2 separate regions of the Mus musculus genome follow, and region 1 is linked to region 2. Evidence: chromatin contacts called from public Hi-C data. All regions are on one chromosome and are shown on one strand. Each heading gives the region's core, a stretch centred on a gene start, on an enhancer-like site or on the middle of the called end of the contact. The rest is flanking DNA. Distances are from core to core; before and after follow the strand shown. Region 1 has its middle 94 kb from the start of Gm29835. Region 2 has its middle 96 kb from the start of Gm29835.

Evidence for each region. Hi-C and Micro-C count contacts between places; a contact is called where the count stands out from the background.
Region 1: a contact with region 2 is called in a Hi-C map of cerebellum, with 2.3 times the contacts expected there. The contact joins two enhancer-like sites. A contact is called at or near these places in 5 of 39 promoter capture datasets (embryonic stem cells, hippocampal neurons, liver and 1 more), 3 of 15 datasets of contacts at CTCF or cohesin (CD8 T cells, large pre-B cells and pro-B cells), 27 of 484 Hi-C or Micro-C datasets (B cells, LSK cells, Th1 cells and 22 more), 9 of 115 datasets of contacts at active chromatin or transcription factors (CD8 T cells, bone marrow-derived dendritic cells, embryonic forebrain and 3 more) and 1 of 9 other capture datasets (embryonic stem cells).

What each region holds. Positions count from the first base shown.
Region 1 is chr12:26,069,673-26,075,497 of GRCm38.p6, forward strand. No RefSeq gene overlaps it. Among named protein-coding and RNA genes, the nearest start is that of Gm29835, 94 kb to the left of the region's middle. Within about 2 kb of position 2,064, at least 18 of the 459 cell types and tissues checked have an H3K27ac peak or open chromatin away from gene starts, as enhancers often do. A contact at or near this core is called in cerebellum and cortical neurons, where this site is marked.
Region 2 is chr12:25,879,727-25,886,039 of GRCm38.p6, forward strand. No RefSeq gene overlaps it. Among named protein-coding and RNA genes, the nearest start is that of Gm29835, 96 kb to the right of the region's middle. Within about 2 kb of position 4,350, at least 5 of the 459 cell types and tissues checked have an H3K27ac peak or open chromatin away from gene starts, as enhancers often do. A contact at or near this core is called in cerebellum and cortical neurons, where this site is marked.

The sequences.
Region 1 (5,825 bases), core at 814-3,313, 190 kb after region 2:
CTGCCACTTCCAGGCTTTACTTAAATCTCATCCTGAAATGTTGGAGTTCAAGAGAAGAGAGATGCAGAGAGCTGTTACCTATCCCAGAGGAGCCAAAGACCACATGTCCATCATAGCGGGCCTGCAAAGCAGGCCTCCCCTCTCTTGAAATGTTCTTGAGGTCTTTACAACGTCTGAACACTGGAGAGGAGCCACACCTGCATTTCTCTTGGGAATGTTCCTCATTTTATCAATGAAATCCAAACAGAATGGATAAGTTCGTATTGGAGAACGGAGCTTGAAGGCAGAAAGGAGTTAGCATCCTACAGCAGCAGGGATGGATGCTCAGCCCTAGGTATGGGGGACTCTGAACAAAGATGGGGTGAGGAACATACAGCTCTTTGAGTGCTATTACCCAGGACCTGGGATGGGGACCTGAGTGGTATCTAAGACAGAAGAAGAGTGCCATGTGACAGAGGTGTGTGGTGGTGGTAGAGTTACAACTTCTAAGAAAAAAGAATGATGTATTTGGCTATAGAAACAAGGAGACCCTCAGTGCTGAAATACTGTTTCTGAGCCAGTCATTCAGTGGACAATAGTGTCATCTGCCCACAATAGTGGACAAATCCATCTTTTTGTCTCCCCAAGACTCCCAGTACAAAGTGGACAGAATTGACCAGGGAACCTCAGAGAATGAGAGAGGAGTTTCCTGTCTCCAACCCTCCCAAGAGTCACAAAGCCAAGCATAGAGAGGGATTTGGATCTGAGGTTCTTTAGCTTCACTCAGTCACTTGCCTGGTGGCTTCTTATGTCATCCCTCAGAGCCTAAACATGATTTTTGTGGCCATAGCAAGACCTCCATCTGAAACTGAGGATCAAGAACTTGCACCCCATTCTGGAATACGGCACCTGCCCATCTATGAGGACTTTCCAATGCACCACGTTGTTAATAAACTGGAGATAGGGAAGGTTTCTATGTTATAGAAATTGCCAATTACATGATTGTTTTCCTATTGCCGACGAAACATCATGAAGGCAATAAAGAGGAAGAGATATAACTCTTTTGTATGATTTACAAATGACTCCAGTAGATAAAAAGAACCTGAGGGCAGGGGGAGAGAAACCAAGTAGAGTGTGCAGAACTTCACCGGGCGCTACAACAAACAATGGGTGTAGAGAAAGTCAGAGCTGGTTTTTGCACAACCAATCAGCCAGCTAGAAAAACAGTAGTGAGTAAAAATACCCTGGCAGGGGTGATGCTACCCATAAAGTCTTGGGGTTACCAAGTAAGATAATGTGTCAGAGACAAACTAGATAGGCAGCAGAGATAGATGCTTCTCTTCCCGGGTGCTGAGAAGCAGCCTCTAGATCCCCAGCCAACGGGGACATTCGTGACTCAGGATGTCATAGTTGTTGCTGATGTTTTACTGTTCTGTTTCTTTATACATAGAGAGGAAATTCTCAACTCAAGTGATCAGTTAGCAGAGTAACAACCATAGAATATGAATTTGGAAATTCATAATCACTTCTGAGGGCAGGCAGAGAGAATAGCTTCAACAAGGTTTTGTATTCAGAGAAATGGGGAATGACAATCAGGGCACAATGATTTGTTGGATATAAATGGGGGTGTAAAAAAAGCCATATATATGTACATAGTAGCCCCTTCCTTTCCTGGGTGGGAATTAGGAATACAGAGGAGCTGTGAGAAGATACCAAGACATCATGATTGACGGATTGATGCTGCCCTTGGGAATTGTAGGCTGAGAGTCTCATTGGTGGGATGAGAGGACTAGGAGCTCAGGAGAGGAGCCCAGGGTGTACCCCTTTGGGTCTTTGGTCTTCACTATTCTCCACTCCACAGAGCAAAGCCATACCAAAATGGGTATTTGAGTATAACCATCCATACATAGAACATCTCTCTTAAGTGTAATTGAAATAAAACTCTCTGGGTGATCAACAAGCCTAAAGACCTTGTCCTGAAAGAGCAACTATGAGACCCCTCAGAGCAACTTTCTAGAGGGGACTCACCTACCCCTGCAGCTGAGTTCCTTATTTACAGCCACATAAAATTCACTAATCACCTGAATTTTGTTGCAACACAGTGCCATCTAGTGCCCAGTCTGGCTAACACCAAGGGACTGTTCCCCAGGGAAGTATTGACTCGCCTCGGAATCTAAGCTTCTGGGCTGGACATCAGGCATTTTGGAAGAAACACTAAGTTTTCTGACCTCCCCTCACTCCCAGCAGGTGGAGAAACTGTGTCTACAGACAGACAAGAGCTCCTGACACAAACAGACCGGAGCTCACATGCTCAAAGCAGTCAAGGTCCTGGTCCTCAAGTTCCAGTCAGAAGCTGTGCCTGTAAAACAGAGTATTCGTCTTCTTCCATGGGGGAAGTCTACTCTCACAGATTTGCCTTTAACTAGGGGTTTGGGTCAATTGTGATGCAGTTAGAAGAACTTGAATAGTCAGCTTGCTTGTTTAATTCATCATTAAAATTTTACATATAAAATAATTATCCTATTTTAAAAAAAACCCTCTGGCTTGAAATTTCAAGACTGGTTTTAGACATACTCTGAGTGGTTAGGCTCAGAATATGTAAGACGGAAACAAAGCATGCGACCCCAGCCCTCAAACACTGCCACACACATTGCAGCCTTCCTGGACTTGCAGGTGGAAGTGATGAGCAGTTCACTACAGGTAAGGCAATCCCTGATCTTGTCTTGCTGCCTTTATGTATCTGCGATGTTCCCTTACTTAAGGGAGACACTTGAGCTTCTAAGCCACACTGAAACCCAGGCGTGAAGCCAGAACTCCCCAGCACATTTTATCCAGGCACACAGGGAGTGTTTTACGTATCTTATCCTGTTAACCTTGCAGCGTTACTTTCAGACATGTGCTGCTTTCTGCATCATACGAATGAGGAAAAATGGGCAAAGAGAAACAAGCATGAATGTGAAGGTGGTCAGCGTGTACATGCCAGTCCTGTGGGTAGATGGGAGAGGGGACAAGGCTCTGAGCCCAAGAAGGCTTTGGGCAGACACAGAAGCTGTTGTGAATGAACTCTGCACCAGTGCCCTGCACCTTCAATGAAGTGCAAGGTAATATAGTTAGGTACATCTGTCTCTGTGCATACATGTCTAGCTCTATATAGGTAGTGTCTGTCATTTACCTCTATTATGTCACCTATCTATCGTCTGTCATGATTTTATTATCTATCTACCTATAATCTACTACCTATTGCCTATCTACTTATATATAATACATATGTAATATGAGTATATATAATGATATATAATATATTATATATGGGTTATTTTAATATATATTATATAAACTCTATCATTATCCTTCTATCATGTACCCCCTATTTTCTATTGTTTTACTATCTATCTATCTATCTATCTATCTATCTATCTATCTATCATCTATTATCTCTTACCTATCTACCTATCACATATGTATAGTGATAGATAATATATGTTACATATGAGATATACAATATTTACTTGTTATATATAATCTCTGTTGCTATCCATTATCCTTGTATAAATTATGTACCTCCCTATTATCTGTTGTTTTATCATTTATTACCTGCCAGCTATCTTTTTCTATCATTTATCTATCACCCATCTGTCTATCCATGTTGCTACCTACCTATCTATCATCTAATGATCACACATCCTACTATTAAGAAGCTATAGGTTCAATGACACCAGTATCTACGAGTCCAACACTGTGATTATTAAGCTTGATGGACTCTATCCTGGAGACATGAATCCTGATTGCTGTATTTAAACTCATCACTTCCTGTCTCAGCTCATTGACCACACGAGCTTTCCAATTTCCTTATGACACATTCTATCTGAAATTAAGACAAAAATACTCCTTCCTAATCCCTCACTACCCTCCATGGTAAAATGACATCACTTGTCAAAGTCCACTCCCACTTCTATCTGTCTTTTCTCCCTCATTGACCTGTATTAGTGAAACGTAGATTGCTTTGATAAGCATCATGACCAAAGGCAACATGGACAGGGAAGGGTTTATTTGGCTTATGCTCCCCAGGTCCTAGTTCATCAGTGAGGGAAGTCAGGGAAGGTCAAGTCAGGGAGCTGGAAGCAGAAACTGAAGCAAAGGCCATTGAAGAACACTGCTGACTGGCTATCGCCTCAGGTTCATATTCAGCCCTGTGATAGCACTACCTACAGTAGGTTGGACCTCACCCCAACCCCCGACATCAATTATTGATCAAGAAACTGCCTCACAGACTTGCCTACAGGCCAATCTGATGGAGACATTTTCTCAGTCAAAGTTTCCTTTTTTCTTAGTGACCCTAGTTTGTGTCAAGTTAAGAAAAATCTGTTTCAACATATACACATGCCATGGTGTTCACACAGTCAGCAAGCCTTCAAACATAATTCTCAGGAGAGTGACAAGTGTTAAAATTGTTAAGGGACCATTTACTATTATATATACTTAACAAGTATTTTTATTTTTATATACTACCTTAATAACCAAATGTCTGTTTCATTTCTTCTGTCAAACACCACAATGATGCTTCCAGAACGTAAACTCTGTCTTGGAAATGCTCCACCTGAATCCTTGAAAACAACACAATTTCTCTCTGCTTGAATTTACACGGTGCTTTGCAAAGCTGCTGGGGTCTCCTGAAGCGTGCAGGGAGAGAGGTCCGCAGCAGGCACACTATACAGGGCACAGGGATCACTCCAGTGTAGAAGCTTCATGCTCAGCCCTTTCACTTGTCTGCAGACAGCATCAAAGCTCTTTAGCCTGGCTCACAGAACTCTAAACAGTTCTCCAGCTTTTCAGTTGTCTCTCCCCCTGTCTGTCTGTCTGTGTGTCTGTCTGTCTGTCTGTCCCTCTTTCCCTCCCTCGCCCCCCCCCCCTCTCTTCCTTCTCTCTTGGTTTTTGAGACAAGATCTCTCTACGTAGCCCTGGCTATGAGATTCACTATGTAGACCAGGCTGACCTGGAACTCACAGAGATCTCTTCCTCTCATATGCCCAGATTAAAGTTGTACATCACCACACCTGGCTACTCAAACCGTTCTTAATGCATAGTCTTTACTAATTTGCAAGTATCTCTAAGCTCCTTAAAGTATAGTTATTGCTGCTTCCCTTGATAGGATCCAAAATAATATTCTTATTCTCCTCCTCTTTCCACTCCTGTCCTATGTGTCTGCCATGTGCTACCTCCTGCTTCTACCCTAGCTCCAGGTTAGCTCATCCTTTGTAGAACTTGTCACCAGACCTTTGGCCATGGTCTTAATGCTTATCAGACATACCTAGAAACTCTCAGAAGCAAGAAACCACCTTGTCTAGTGTGTTGCAGGATAGGCTTGCAAGAAAACGGTCTTCTAGAGGGCTTGTGATGGAGATTGTCTATCTGGACCCTACCTCTGGATACACCATGTGGAGGTGGAAGGGTGGAAATGTAGAAGTGCGATGAAGACCTCAGAAGTGACAGACCCAAGGCCTGTCCCTTCCCTTCAGCAGCTCTACAACAGTTCTCCAGGTCTTTAACCCTGCCATCTAGCATAACTTTGGGCAGAGTCCCATTTGATATCACACTCACCCCAGGAACAAGCAGAGCTGTCAGTGTAGAGGTCATATCCCTGTCAAATTAGTATAAATAGTGCTCTTGAGTAATTAGAAACACCTATTGAAAGTGCTATAAAAATGACAATGTATCATATTCTAAAGACAGAGAGCCCAAAGTGAGTAGACACAAAAAGGAGATGCAAAGAATATGGAAAGCATGGTGTCTCCCCAGCCTGCACTGTGGTGCGGTGGCCATTGCCCCCTGTACATGGCTACGTGGTT
Region 2 (6,313 bases), core at 3,100-5,599:
CGAGCTCTGGGGGTACTGGTTAGTTCATATTGTTGTTCCACCTATAGGGTTGCAGACCCTTTCAGCTCCTTGGGTGCTTTCTCTAGCTTCTCCATTGGGGGCCCTGTGTTGCATCTTATAGATGGCTGTGAGCATCCACTTCTGTATTTGCCAGGCACTGGCATAGCCTCATATGAGACAGCTATAACAGGGTCCCTTCAGCAAAATCTTGCTGGCATATGCAATAGTGTCTGGGTTTGGTGGCTGATTATGGGATGGATCCCCGGGTGGGGTAGTCTCTGAACAGTCCATCCTTTCCTCTTAGCTCCAAACATTGTCTCTGTAACTCCTTTCATGGGTATTTTGTTCTCTATTCTAAGAAGGAACGAAGTATCCACCCATTGGTCTTCCCCTCTTCTTGATTTTCTTGTGTTTTGCACATTGTATCTTGGGTGTTCTATGTTTCTGGGCTAATATCCACTTATCAGTGAGTGCATATCTAGTGACTTCTTTTGTGATTGGGTTACCTCACTAAGGATGATATCCTCCAGATACATGCATTTGTCCAAGAATTTCATAAATTCATTGTTTTTAATAGCTGAGTAGTACTCCATTGTGTAAATGTACCACATTTTCTGTATCCATTCCTCTGTTGAGGGGCATCTGGGTTTTTTCCAGCTTCTGGCTATTATAAATAAGGCTGCTATGAACATAGTGGAACATGTGTTCTTATGTAGCAGAAGATGGCCTAGTCGGCCATCATTGGGAAGAGAGGCCCCTTGATATTGCAAACTTTATATGCCCCAGTACAGAGGAATGCCAGGGCCAAGAAGCAGAAGTGGGTGGGTAGGGGAGCAGGGTGAGGGGGGTATAGGGAACTTTCAGGATAGCATTTGAAATTTGAAATGTATATAAAGAAAATATCTAATTAAAAAAAAGAAAGAAAGAAAGAAAAGGAAAAAAAGTCACTTGGACACTGGGCGTGGTGGCACACACCTTTAATCCCAGCACTTGGGAGGCAGAGGCAGGTGGATTTCTGAGTTTGAGGCCAGCCTGGTCTACAAAGTGAGCTCCAGGACAGCCAGGGCTATACAAAGAAACCCTGTCTCGAAAACAAACAAACAAACAACCAAAAAAAGAGTCACTTGGAATTTGCTAAAAGGTAATGTTTAAGGAATCACCAAATACTTTCACTGCGTTTGAGTAAGAAAATCTCCGGGAAGAAGAAGACACGAAATCCTCTGTTTAAAAGACCATCAGTCCAAGCCTGGTTACATCCAAAGAGTTTCAAAGGCTGACAATTTGAGAGGTAGAAAGATACTGTAGAAAACTCGCAGTGCATTGTTGGTCTCTGGTGACCCTGTGAGTTGATTTGTAGGATAGACTGAAGTAATCAAAACTCAGTGTTGATGGAGATTACTCTGAATTGGGGTGCAAAAGGTCTTTCTCACCAACTGTAGGAACCACAGCAGTATTTAACTCTGTGATTTCCAGATCTCCCATCCACCCATGGGACAAGTAAGTCAGGACTCAGTGTCCAGCATCTTCAGCAAAAATTAATGGCATGGCATTAAAGCTATTTTTAAATGATGCTTAAAAGATAGAAACTAATAAGAGCAATTGAATTTAAAGACATAGATTGGTGTTCTTTGGTCATGTAGTATTTGTATATTATAAACTATGCAAACAGATGAAACAAATTCATGAAGGTGACCCTCCAGTGAGCCATGATGACGTGACCCAATGCTGTTATGACTATTATTCTTAGAAAGCTACAAAAAGTTTTAAGCAAAAAGTAAATAAAATAAAATGCCACTTAAGAAAAAAATCACTTGATTTTCTAACAATACCTCTATATACTACTTTCTAGTGAAAAATTTACCTACCTGGGGGTTTTCCTTTGCAAACAATGTACTTATTTATTTGTACTTTGTGGGAACTCTACAGCTTTCCTTCCTTATCTCACATTTATTTTTTTGCTATTTTAATGCTTCTGCAATAGGCAATGGACCATGAAGAATCAAGCTATACCAGTCCACAGATTCTTCTTGCCAAGTATTTCCTTGAGCCATGGACACCTCTCTGAATACACACAAATAATGTTTTTGCTTTTTGTTCTAAAACCCATCGTGATTTCTATCCACATGCATGCCTAACCTGAGATGTGGGTCTACATTTACTGTTATTGAAGTTGCCCAACCATTATTGCAAACACTGCCATGTAGTTTTCTCATCTCTAACAGTTTAATCTCTGACAAAATAGCATCATCACAGAGGCTGGTTGCTTATGGATTCTTTTAGCCTGTTCCATTTTTTTCACCCCTAGTATCTGCGTTACCCCTTTTGTCTTTCTAGAGGATTTATAATACTTAATACTCTCATAGTGTTTGCTGATCTTCTTCCCCTCTGACTCCATGCTCCAAAACGGTAGGAGCCATAGTTGCCTCTTGTGGTCAAGTACTCTTAGACTAACAAGTGTCATGTAGTGGCTCTAGGTCAGTAAATATTAACTGTCCAAGTAGTACTTCGAAGTACATATCAATTGGCTCACAAGCTTTTCTGCTACCAATTGGACATTTCTCACAATCTGTCAGACAAACACAGAATAAATTTGTTTCTTTTCTGTTGTTATGATAAAAGACGACGACTAAGGCAACATACCAAGGAAAGATTTTATTTGGCTTATGATCCCAGAGAGTTAGAGTCCACACGGCAGGGAAAGCATGGTGACAGTCATGACCACTGGAACTGGAAGCTTAAAACAGAGAGCTGTAATGTTGAAACTCAAGATGCAGAGACAACATATTAGGAATGGCACAAGGCTTGAAGTCTCAAAACCTTCCCAGTGACTGACTTACATCCTCTAATAAGGCCACGCCTCCTAAACTTTCCCAGATAGTACCACCATCATCAAGTCTTCAAATGCTCAAGCTATTACCTCATTCAAACCACCATAGTACCTCTCTTGCATCTTACCTTAGATGAGAAGGAACCTGTGGTTCACCACTTGTTTCAATGAGATCAATGAACTTGAAATCCTTGTAAGGAAAAAAAGCTAAATTAGATCCTATCACATTCTTTCTTCTTTCCTCTATTTTGTTAGAATTTGTCTGAGCAGCGATACTTGAAAACATTTAGAACATGGTTCATCTGAAATTGAGTTGATTTTTATACACACAGCTGTTAGAAATCTTCAAACATTTTCCTGCATTAGTTAATTAACTTATTTATTGCACATGGATGTGTATTTGGTATGTGTGTTCAGACATATGTAAGTGCATGTTTGCAGGTGTCCTTGTGAATGTCAGAGGTTGACATCGGGTATGTTTCTTGATCCCTCTCCAGTTTATCTACATAGGCTGGGTCTCTCTCTGGACCCAGCGCTTGCAGATTTGTCTAGTTGAGCTAGACTACTTGCTTTGGGGTACCCTGTCTCTGCCTCTTGAGCTCTGAGGTTACAGACAGGGTACCATGCTCACTTGGCTTTTATGTGGATGCTAGAACTCTGAACTCAGGTGCTGCTCAGGATTATACAGAAGGTTTATCAACTAAACCTTCTCTACAGCTCTCTCCTGCATTGATTTAGCAGTACAGAAACCATGTTTGCCTTTGCCTTTTGGATGACAGGGGGTGGACATTCTCCAGAGCTTCTACCCAATCTTAGTCGTTTTTTATAACGTTACCTTTTCGCCATCCGCAATCTGTGACTGGCATCACACCTCTCTCCTTGTTGGGCCACTGTGTTTTTTTTTTTTTTTCATCCACCCACACCCTGCAGCAAACCTTTAATGGGCATTATCTCACTTCTGCTGTTTGGAATTCATTATCAGTTCTGAATTTAGGTAATTCACTGATGTTTCAGGGTCCTGACATATTTGCTTTGTGTAGATTTTAGGTAGGAGGTGTTCAAATCACTATTGATTTCAAAGAAGGTGTCCATTCAACAAAAATCCTCATCTAGAGAAGCAGCAAGCTGGCATGACTGCCTGCTGCAATCTCAACGGGCCTACCACCTGGCTTACTGCAGAAAAAATTAGGACCAAGAAAGTCTTGCCCATCTGTGAGAAGAAAGGGACCCTGCTCAAGGATTGGCTGTCTCCCCCCTTAAAGAGGCACCTGAGGGCTCAGATCTTCGGGAGCACAATCAGGTGTGGCTTTCAGATTTCCACTTGGGACACTGTAGCCTTGAAATTATGGAATTCCATCTGTGACCTACATTCAATGTTGTAGTTTTCTTGGCAAGTGCATGTGACTAGCTGTGGCCGCTGCTTGTTTTCTTCCTTAGTAGATATCTCTGAAAGCTGTCATCTGAGGACCGTTGCTGAGTTCTGCACTTAAGGTTTCAAATCTAAAAGTCACAAGCTCATTATAGACATATTTATTCCCTACGAGTGATTTTTGGACCTAAACAGATGGTTTGGACGCCACCCAGGCCAGTTTAGTCAGATCTTTTTTATATCCAAACAATATTTTATTATCATGATGAAATTGTAGAGCACAACAAATAATGTAAATGCTATTTTTTGGCACTTAGAAAATTTCCATTTAAAAAAAAGTCACCAGAATTAAATTCACCAAGCATTTTCATATGAATATCTACTGCTTTTTTTTTTATGTGTCCTGGTAAATATAAAAGTCAATAACTTGCTAAGATATATTTAAGAGAGTGGATTGTAGCTTTTCCATTGGCTGATGGCATCATTGTATGCCGATCAAATTTTTAAATCTGAGAATAAATATAAAGGACATAAATGCAATTTTCATAACAGTTCCTTCTGTCAGACATTACCAGACAGCATAGGAAGAAGGATATGAACTCATTTGGGGCTATGATTCCAAGTAGAAAGGCATGGAGACCATTCAAGGGGCACAGAGAGAAAGAAGCAAGATGTCAAGCTGACATGAATTTCTGTGGTAACATCATTCCAAAGGTTCTTAGTCTCTTCCAGCATCTGAAGATAGTTTAGTTTCTCTCTTTGAATAAGCCACAGTGGCTAATGTTCACAGAAAAATATAATCAAAGATGCATAGACAATACAAAGCAGCCATTCATGAACCTGACATTGCCCCCTTTCCCAGATGCCCATTCAACTCACACAGGACAAATTCAATACCGTTTCCAAGTGATCAACACTGAGTTTCAGCTGGAAACACCTTTATATCAAGATGATTCTATTATTTTTCTTCCTTAGTTAGACTTGATAGAAGGCTTTAAAGTTTGTCATTTTTTTCCCCTCAGAAAAGAAAGGAACTCTTAAGATTACCATAGTGATGTGGGTCTTTTCCCATTAAGTCCAGGGTACATGTACACCATGGAAACAGAACTCCTTGAGGAACAAGGGTAAACAGCTCGTGCCCCAGGCATAACATTTTCAACATTATAAAAGTGTTATGAGGCAATTAATTGGGCTGTTTCCACTGAGTAGCTTTGGTGCATGTCACAGGTCACCATCTTCTAAGGCATGATACACTCCACAGCACTTTGCATCTCTAACCTGTGCCCGTACAGCCTTCCCCTGCCTCAGGCAAGCACCTCCATTGCTAGAGATGCAGCCCCAGCTTCCGCCTAGTTCATGATGTAGTCATGTTCCCCAGATCTGTTCATAATTCTCCTCCACCCCAGCACAATCCCATGTCTCAGGATCTGCAATTACTGGAAATATTATTCTTTTGAATTTTTAAAATGTCTTTCTTCTTTCCAGAAAGATCTCCCTGAAAACCATGAAAAGCTTAAATCCTCCACTTCTTTGCAGACACTCATTCCTTTGGGCTATTTTTTCTTCTTTAAAAATGTTTGGGAACATAAACAACATGAACTCTTGGACAAGCACAGCTCTGGGTAATGGTCAAAGGCCAATGTTGAAGTTCTCTAATCCTTCTTAGATGATTGTGTTTGTGAAATTCTGGCAAGAAAACATAATGGGGAAGATGTTTTTCTTTTCAAAGGCATCTTAAAGAGTGGGGCTGACTGCAGCTTCACTTTCTGATATTGTACATTAGTTGGAAAGTTTACAGTAAGATATGTCATAAAGATCTTGGGAGCTAACTGAACACTCAGATTCAAAACAAAATGGATATACGATATCAGTCACTTTCAGTTCTAGTGTTGTGAAGGCTAGACAAGCAGATTCATGGGACTGTCTTCTCAGCCTACCCAGCCTCCTTGTTGAGCTCCAGGCCAGTGAGAAACCCTGTCTTAAATACAGGTGGCTAGCACATAAGGAATGACACACGAAGTCATCCCCTGGCCCCCACAGTCAAGAGGACACATGTGAATACATTTTTCCAGAACATTGTAATTGTACAAAATTGTCAGATTCTGAAGCGTGACCTT